3 separate regions of the Mus musculus genome follow, and all the other regions are linked to region 3. The links are chromatin contacts, called in public Hi-C and promoter capture Hi-C maps. All regions are on one chromosome and are shown on one strand. Each heading gives the region's core, a stretch centred on a gene start, on an enhancer-like site or on the middle of the called end of the contact. The rest is flanking DNA. Distances are from core to core; before and after follow the strand shown.

The links. Promoter capture Hi-C pulls out the DNA fragments that hold promoters and counts their contacts. A called contact is a pair of places that touch in the nucleus more often than the background predicts.
Region 1: a Hi-C map of the N1E-115 cell line shows a contact between it and region 3, with 2.1 times the contacts expected there. The contact joins two enhancer-like sites. A contact is called at or near these places in 3 of 484 Hi-C or Micro-C datasets (the N1E-115 cell line, nephron progenitors and uterus) and 1 of 115 datasets of contacts at active chromatin or transcription factors (SST interneurons).
Region 2: a contact with region 3 is called in a promoter capture Hi-C map of embryonic stem cells, with 2.3 times the contacts expected there. The contact joins the promoter of Bcl2l15 here to the enhancer-like site in region 3. A contact is called at or near these places in 10 of 39 promoter capture datasets (3T3-L1-derived adipocytes, cranial neural crest, embryonic stem cells and 6 more) and 1 of 115 datasets of contacts at active chromatin or transcription factors (embryonic stem cells).

Annotation. Positions count from the first base shown.
Region 1 is chr3:103,682,534-103,685,233 of GRCm38.p6, reverse strand. No RefSeq gene overlaps it. Among named protein-coding and RNA genes, the nearest start is that of Olfml3, 54 kb to the left of the region's middle. Within about 2 kb of position 1,308, at least 88 of the 459 cell types and tissues checked have an H3K27ac peak or open chromatin away from gene starts, as enhancers often do. A contact at or near this core is called in the N1E-115 cell line, where this site is marked.
Region 2 is chr3:103,831,297-103,833,996 of GRCm38.p6, reverse strand. Bcl2l15 (BCLl2-like 15) reads right to left here and starts at 1,301. Exons shown (of 4, transcript NM_001142959.1): 1 at 1,030-1,301; 2 at 520-641. The coding sequence starts at 1,165.
Region 3 is chr3:103,418,630-103,421,329 of GRCm38.p6, reverse strand. No RefSeq gene overlaps it. Among named protein-coding and RNA genes, the nearest start is that of Gm25869, 7.5 kb to the left of the region's middle. Within about 2 kb of position 1,424, at least 78 of the 459 cell types and tissues checked have an H3K27ac peak or open chromatin away from gene starts, as enhancers often do. A contact at or near this core is called in the N1E-115 cell line, embryonic stem cells and second pharyngeal arch cranial neural crest, where this site is marked.

The DNA of each region.
Region 1 (2,700 bases), core at 59-2,558, 260 kb before region 3:
CCAGGTGGGGTGGGAGAGGGGAGGGTGGGGAGGGGGTTGGGGTGGAGGGTGTGAGTGTGGGGTGGGATGAGGTGAGGTGAGGATGGGGGTGTGGCTGGGGTGGGGTGAAGTAAATTTAAACATCAAACTCATTCTCTAAAGAGCAATTTTAGTTCAACAACATAAACAAATCTAGTGCAACAAGAACACAGGCAGATCTTAGAGTAAGCTGAAAAGATGGTCTTAGGGTATTTTTAGTATAGAATACTGATGGACTAGAAGCAGCTGAAGCAGGAAGGCAATTGCTAGCTCATGGTGTGAGAACATCAGAGGCTGGGCCTAGGGACTGTGCTGGTGTTAGTTTCTCCAGAACTGGTTTCTCTTAGGGTCATAAAATGGTTGCAGCATCTACAAAGGTAATTGCAGCACCTGTGATGTTCTTTTGACAAATGCCTTGTCCCCAGGGGGCTTTGCTGTCTCTTGGAAACCTTTCCTTCTATGACCACTCAGTTATCAGACACCGTAAACTGCTTGCTCAGGTCTGTTTGTGCACAAATCAGCCAATGCAGAGTCCATGTTCCAAAATACTTTTTTAAAAATCAGGCTTTCACACCTTGGACCTCCCTCCACCTGCTCTAATCTCCTCACGGTCAGCCAGGAGGCAACTGGGAACAGTGTCTAGGCTCCAGCTTAAGCTGAAATGTAGTTAATTCTACACCTGGTTACTCAATGGGTCCATACTGCAGAGGACTTTAGGGGGACTCCCCTCTGTTCCTACCTATTCCTGAATGCCCATAGGTGTCCCCATGTGGCTCTGGATAGTGTGGCAGATTGCTTTTTTCTTGAAAACTGAGAACAAACTATTTTTTCCAAAGCCAACTGTACTTGAATAATAATAAAGGCTAAGTTTCCAAACAGTACAAAGCCATGAATGGGTACCTAACAAGATTACATCTGCTTTCTGAAGACATTGGGCTGAAGGTATGGGATGTCAGGTAGACAGCTGTATTTCTGTCCTAAGCCCTAAAAGACTACAAGTTAAGAGGAAAGAGAAAACTTTCCCGGATGCGTGTGCTTCCCACGAGAGCTGAGGATCCCAGCTGGACTTGACGTTGCTCGGTAGGGATGGCTAACAGGTGTACTTGATGTGAAGAGAGTGCCTGACTTGGCCAGAGAATTTGATTTGGTTCTTGGCTCTTAATCACTTCCCTTGGGAATGGGAGCAGACTTGGGAAGAAGTCCTCTCATCAAATGAACCAGCCTGGCTGTGTGCAGCACTCTGATCCCTCCCCTCCTAGGAGTCTTGGTTGCAGAAACAAGATGCTGTGACAAGAACAGTGGCTCATAAGATCTATTTCTGCCCTCTGCTAGTGACTCATTGGATGACTCAAGGTGAATCTACCAATCTCCGAGTGCCACCCCCATCCCTGGGGAACAGACCATGGCAGAGTCGACCCCCACCCCCACCCCGACACACACCAAGGTCAGCTGTCTATAGGGGCTGGGCAAAGACCACCAGCTGCGTTCCCTGCGGCTCAGCCCCTCCTGGCCTTTCTGGCTCGTCCTCTCCTCCCACTCTCCAGCTTTATTCCCTGCCTTTCCCTTTCCCGAACAGCACCGCTCCTAAGTAACCCAGACAGGTGTCCTGGGATGGCTCTGCAAACTCTGCAGGCTCCCCCTGATCTGCGGGGGAGCAAGCCGGTGATTGCTTGCTATTAGCAACTCGGTTTGCAGGATAAATAATGTGAACCTGAGTGCTGGCCCCCGTGGGATAGGGCAGATTTCCATTTTGCATCGGGTCAGCTTCCGAAGCGCTGGGGCTTTGAGTGTTAATCGTTGGTTCTCTCCAGGCACCCCTCCCCGGGCTTTACAACGCTCCAGTCCTGGTGGGACTTTACATTAGAATCCGACCGAGAAACTATTGCCCTTTTCATTGTTTTCCTTGCAAATTAGTTTTCTAGATTTAATGGCTCTGGTTGCTGAGCAGATTGAAGAAATTGGGGCGGATGGTGAGGTGGGGTGAGCTGGGGAGCCCATTACAGGCGCTTGGCTATTGGCTAGGCCCAGAACTTTGAGGCTTTGAGATTTAGGTAGATTAATTCTCACGGGGGGGGGGGGGGGAGAAGGGGGTGTCTGTGAAGTGGGAGTGAGCTTTCTCTTTCCCTGGAAGGAATTTTATTTGTTGTTATTGTGTGTTTAAAAAAATTTTTTTTAGAGAACTGTGGTGTCACAATATAATAGATTGCAAAGGTTCTCTATGGGATGTGGGGGTGTGTTGTATTGCTCAGTTGTGGGCAGATCTTGTTATAGTCAGACATGGGGATTGAACATTGCAGAAGATGGCTTCATTAGTGCTGTACAGCAAAAGAGTAAAAGCAAAATAAGAAGGGAAAAACCCAAACCTGGGATGCCCTGGTCTGGAAATGTGGGCTTGAGTACATTCTGGGTGGGCAGACAGGGACAAGATGCATTTGCATTTCCAGGAAACCAGGGCCAGGCTGAGCTGGGCTGCGCTGCACTGCATTTGACACTGGAGGAGGTCAGCGGGCCTGTGTGAAGGATGGCAGGAGCTGGTAACCTGGCTGATTCATCTCTGAGTTTAGGAAGTGTTAGTCATTTGTGCAGTGAGTTGAGACCAAACAGTGCCTCACAGGCTGGAAAACAAGGCTGAGTGGGAGTTCCCACAAGGGGCTGAGCTTCACAGTAGGAAGATGGACGCGC
Region 2 (2,700 bases), core at 52-2,551, 410 kb before region 3:
AGAGCCCACTCCCAACAAAATTAAGCACTAAAAATATGAATAATGGAATAAAGATACTAGCCACACTAGCCTGGTGACCCGAGTTCAATCTCTTAAACCTACACAAAGGTGGAAAGGGAGAATTCCACAATATTGTCCTCTGGCTTCCACAGACATGCAGTGGCACATGTGTCCCCCTCCCCACATCATACAGTAATAGTAATAATTAATAATAACAAATATACATAAAAGATTATTTTCAAAGAATAGTTAACTATGAACATGATCTATGCACACAAAGGGCAGCTCTGATAAAGATGAGTTCCTTCTATAGTACTGGGTTTTTATTAATGTCTGAAGAATTAGCAATCACATTTCCCTCTATAGCTTCTTGAACAAACATATACCTCCAAATCCTCACAGAATATTTCTATTTTTAGTATACAGAAACAGGGAAGGAAGGAAGGAAGGAAGGAGGGAGGAAATTAAAGCTTGAAATAGAATAGAACAGCAAACAACATTAAAAAGCAAAAATCTGACCTGTCCTCCAATGGTTACCGCAATGATATTATTGGCAGAAGCTTCCAGCTCTCCATTGAACTGATCACCCAGTATTCGAAGGCGGCCAACAATGATAGCCACATCAAAAGAGTAATCCTCTCCTAAGACAGGGAAAACATGTTCACCATGTTGAAGGAACGGAAAGTCTCCTGAATCCCAGCAAAACAGAAATGTTCTATAGTTGGTCCCCCCCCACCCCCCACCCCACCCCCCACCCCCGAGAGAGAGGGTTTCTCTAGGTACCCCTTGCTGTCTACTCACTCTGTAGACCAGGCTAGCCTCTGCTACTTTTGCAATTCTTTTAAACAGTTTTGTCATTGTCTATTCTCAGTAGTAGCAGTCATATAATCTTCTCTATTGAGAAGATCCTTTATTTCAAATGTTGCTAAAAGTTTAGGACTCGCTTTTTAAAGCTTGAGAGGAACTAGAGGAAGCAGACTCTGGTTCTATTACCCACCTGTAATCACCACCTCAGATTAGGAGCCTTACCTGAGCATGGTTCATCTGCACCCGATAGGTTCCGGTTAGCAGCGTGGGATAGTGGGGTCCTGAAGTCTTTGAGTAGAGAATTCACGATGCATTCTGTTTGCTCCTCAAAAGTCCGAGGGTTTTTCATTTTAGACATTCTCCACAAAGCTTAGCAGGAAGTTAGAGAACCTGGCAAACCAGTTGTGGCTGCCTACCTCTTATTGCTTCCTAATTGGATATGTCCTAAAATAGTTCCCATTAACTTTCCAAATGAAACTGCTCAAAGGGGATGACAAAGACTTTGCAGTTCCTTATCTCAGAACCACACCCTTGCCAGTATGTAAGAGTAATGGATAGCTCTTACAGATAAACTATCTATAGCTGAAATAAACTGAAGAGGTAAGTTGAGCAATTGTAATGAATTGAAGAAGGTTCTCTTGAGTAATTTAAGAAATACTTCCTGCTAGGTTCTGTAACTGATGTAATTTCAAGGGAGGTGAGATACCAGAGGTCAACTTCTGACTTGGGCATCCCTTTGGCACAATTAGACAAATTATTTACTGAACATTTGTATGTAGAAGACTATACTTGGCACTATAGACAACACAGAAAATGACACAGGCATGGCTCCTTGTGAAGTGTACATTTCAGCAGAAATGGCAGCTACTGACAAATCACAGAGCTTCTTGTGCCCTTGAGATACGGTGGATGAGGAGAGGACAAAAGCCAATAGGCTGGGGAAGCTGCCTTACAGTAGTGACATCTGAGGCTAGGGATTTATTAGGCAAAACTAACATAAAATAAAATAAGTAAAGGACTAAGACTCGTGGAAGGCTGGCAAAGATAAAGGCCAGGACAGTGGAGGAAAAACCCTGGTTGGGCATTTGAGTAATTAAAGTAACAAGATATTTCAAAGGGAAATTATACAAATTAAGATAACACTATCTGAAATGATCTGACAATGTCTGGTATGTGGCAAATGGTAAATATCCTTTGTTTAGCTCAAAGCTTAGTAATCAGGAAACCGTGATTCATTCTTTAACAAGAAGTTTGTCCTGAAGTATTAAACTTCATTATTGTTTTTAGGAGAACTCAGGCTTGAACACTCGCCTGCAGTGGCTGCCTGATCTACAGAGTGAGTTCCAGAACAGCCAGGGCTGCACAGAGAAACCCTGTCTCAAAAACACAGAAAATAAGATTTGAAAATATTTCTCTTTTGCCCAGATTCCCATTCCTTCAAGCACAGCGGTGCCCTATTCTCAAATCTGGGCTTGGCTTCATTAATAAGGCAGCCTCTAGCTGGAGAGACTTTGTGGTCTGGGTCTCAGATACATCATTCTAACCTACCAGCAAACCTAACACCCACATTTCTCTTTTCCAGTAAAATAAACAGCTTCAATTGTAACAGTAAGAAATTCAAGCATCAACAGTAGGTCAGTTATTCAGAATGGGATTTCTATCCTGCAACATAGTCAGAAGCAATATTCTATTTTCTGCCCATTCTAAATGAATGAATGAATGAACAAAAGAACAAATATAGACAGACAGATAGACGGATGCCACACCCACTCGAGTGAAGTCTGCGTGACAGGCCTGAAGGCTTGGACGCCTGAAGGCTTGGACGCCGTCCTGAGGCAAAGAGTTTCACGGAAACTCAGGCTCCTGGAACCTTGGCAGGAATGCTCCAAACCT
Region 3 (2,700 bases), core at 175-2,674:
AAAGAACCAGGGTTCCCAGGGGTTGCGTTTCTTGGAAAATATGAGGTTAGAAGGGCAATTGAATCCAGAGGGTGGTGTGGAAAATGGGGAAGCCGTCTGTGGGCCCTGAAGATGGTTCCTTCTTTATAAACAGAGATCTTGATTGTGTGAAAGCCACGCAAGGGCTTTTCAGCGAGATCTGTAAGCTCGGATGTGAGTGGGCATCTCTCCAGGGAGCGGTCTGCGTCCTGGAAATGGGGTGTTGCCTTAAATAGCGGGCAGACTTTCCTTTGGGTCAGCTAAGATCTGAGTGCTTGGAGCGGTTTCCAGTCCTACTGGATTCACAGTGTCCCCTGAAGCCCAGGGTAGAAATGTCAATCTTACTTCATTTCTGTTTCCCTAGACACCCTACTTTACACATGCACGCTAGCGGGGACACACACAGAGACACACAGTGCTGGCTCCTTCTCCCATCAATACAATGTATTCATAATTTCCCTCGTGCCTGCAAGCATTTGCATATCCTGCTGGCCCTGTCTGGAGTCTGCTTTCATCCACTGTTAACTGCAGGGGTTGGAGGGCTCACCACCATTCATCCTGAGTCCCAGCTTCCCCTGTTCAGAGAATCCTCCTTGACCTGACCTCAACTTCCACTGCCTCCATTCTCCTCGCTGATTCAGCTCCCACATTCTGTCTTCACAGCACCCAGCTTTGAGCACATTGTTTGCTTTTCCATCTTTTTCATTAAGAATCGAACTGCATGAGCCAACATATTTTTATCTTCTCTCTCTCTCTCTCTCTCTCTCTCTCTCTCTCTCTCTCACTCTCCCCCCAAAAACAATGGGAGCCATATGTTATCCCTTACTGTAGCTATTCAGAACCCCTGAGACTTCCCTACATGCAATATCTCCACACCCCCTTACTCTGCTGCCCTGAACTGAATACAGTACCTGGTACATAGGATGTAGTCAATTAAAGAGTCTGGAGTGTCAGTAAAGGATACATTGTTTCCTAAACAGTTCAAACCCTGCCTGGTTGTGTTTCTTTGCCATACCCTCAAACATATCCTGAGTGAGACATGACTTTAATGGCAGCTTGTTAACTCCTGAAGTCATCTGTGGTATGTTGAAGAGACAGGAAGGGCTAGATGGATTACAGACAAACCTCTCCAGCCCTCTGCTGGCAGCTGAGAAAGCAAGAATGCATGCAGGAACATGAGCAGGTCAAATCAGACAAGACAGATTCCTGCATGATTCTATGCCTTGATGCAGCTGGACAAAACAGCAGGTTTCCATCTTTGCTGCCCTGGATCTGTATTTATTGCCTGCTTCCCAGTCATGTTTCTCTATTGTCAAAAAAAGAGATTTGCCGGAGGCTGGCTCCCTTCCCATTAAGGTCACCAGAGAGCCACTGAATGCTGGGAAACAGTGGGCTCAGCACAATGTCAGGGAAGAGTTACTGAAAAGGAGCTCTGCGCTAGCGGGTCTGGCAGAGATCACACACAGAGAGGTCAGGGAGAAGTCACCACACAAAGGCAGGCAGACCAGACCCAGGAGACCTCCTCCTCCAGAGTTCTAGCAACTGACAAAGTCCTGTGACAGACCTCCCTAACTACAGCAGGACTCCCAGCCATTTTGATGACTCCCAGAAAATCACTTGAAAAAAATCCAACAAGAAATTCTTTCTATGATTAGGAAGAGATGGGGCGATCTGCAACCTGGAGGGCAACTTAAAGCCTCCAGAGCTGATCGCTCTCTCTCCAGAGCACAGCAGCCGCCTTAGAGACTCCATTTTCAAGAGGACTCTTGGGTCCTTCCTCTGGAAACATCCTTCTGTTTGTCAAAGGGCTCTTGTGTTACAGACACGCGGCTTCTCTGGTTAGGTCAGGAAGAAGGGAGACATCCAGGCAAGGAACTTAAACGTAAAGGGTCAGAAGAAACCTTTCTCACTTTGCTAAGGTGCCCAGAAGCCAGGCTCATGATTCCATTGTTCTGTCCTTCCTGTCTTGAACACAGTTAGGGCTCCCAGGTGCTAGAGAAGGTAGGGCCAATTCAGTCTTTTACATTTTGAGAACAGCAGGACAATAGAACTCAGTAAGTCCTCCTACCACACTCCAGAGAAGAGATGATGGACCAGTCATTGACTACTAATAACTGATGGCTTTCCTTTTCCAGGGACTGAATAGGGAGTCTGTGCAAGTCACTGCTTGGGTCTCCTCTTCTTCCTCACATCATAAAGTGGCACTCAGTAGTTCCCCAGGTCACTTCCAACCCACTGACTTCTGAGTGTTGGCTCTCTACAGAGACAATTTTTTTCCAACAATTTCCTTCCAATTTTTAATAAAAATCAATGACTTCATTGGTCTTAGAAATGCTACATGTAAGATATGTAAGCAAGCCAGGTGTGGTAGCGCACGCCTTTAGTCCCAGCACTTGGAAGGCAGAGGCAAGCCTGGTCTACAGAGTGAGTTCCAGGACAGCCAGGGCTATGCAGAAAAACCCTGTCTCAAAAAATCAACAAAACAAAACAAAACAAAACAAAACAAAACAAAACAAGATATGTAAGCAAAATCGAAAAGTATTAAAAGTAACTTTTAAAAATTTCATCCTGAGTCAGAGACATAACTAAATAGTAAAGGCACCCCCACCAAGCCAGATAACCCGGAGTCCCATCTCCATGACCCACAGTGATGGAAGGAGATAATGGCCTCTAAATACTGCC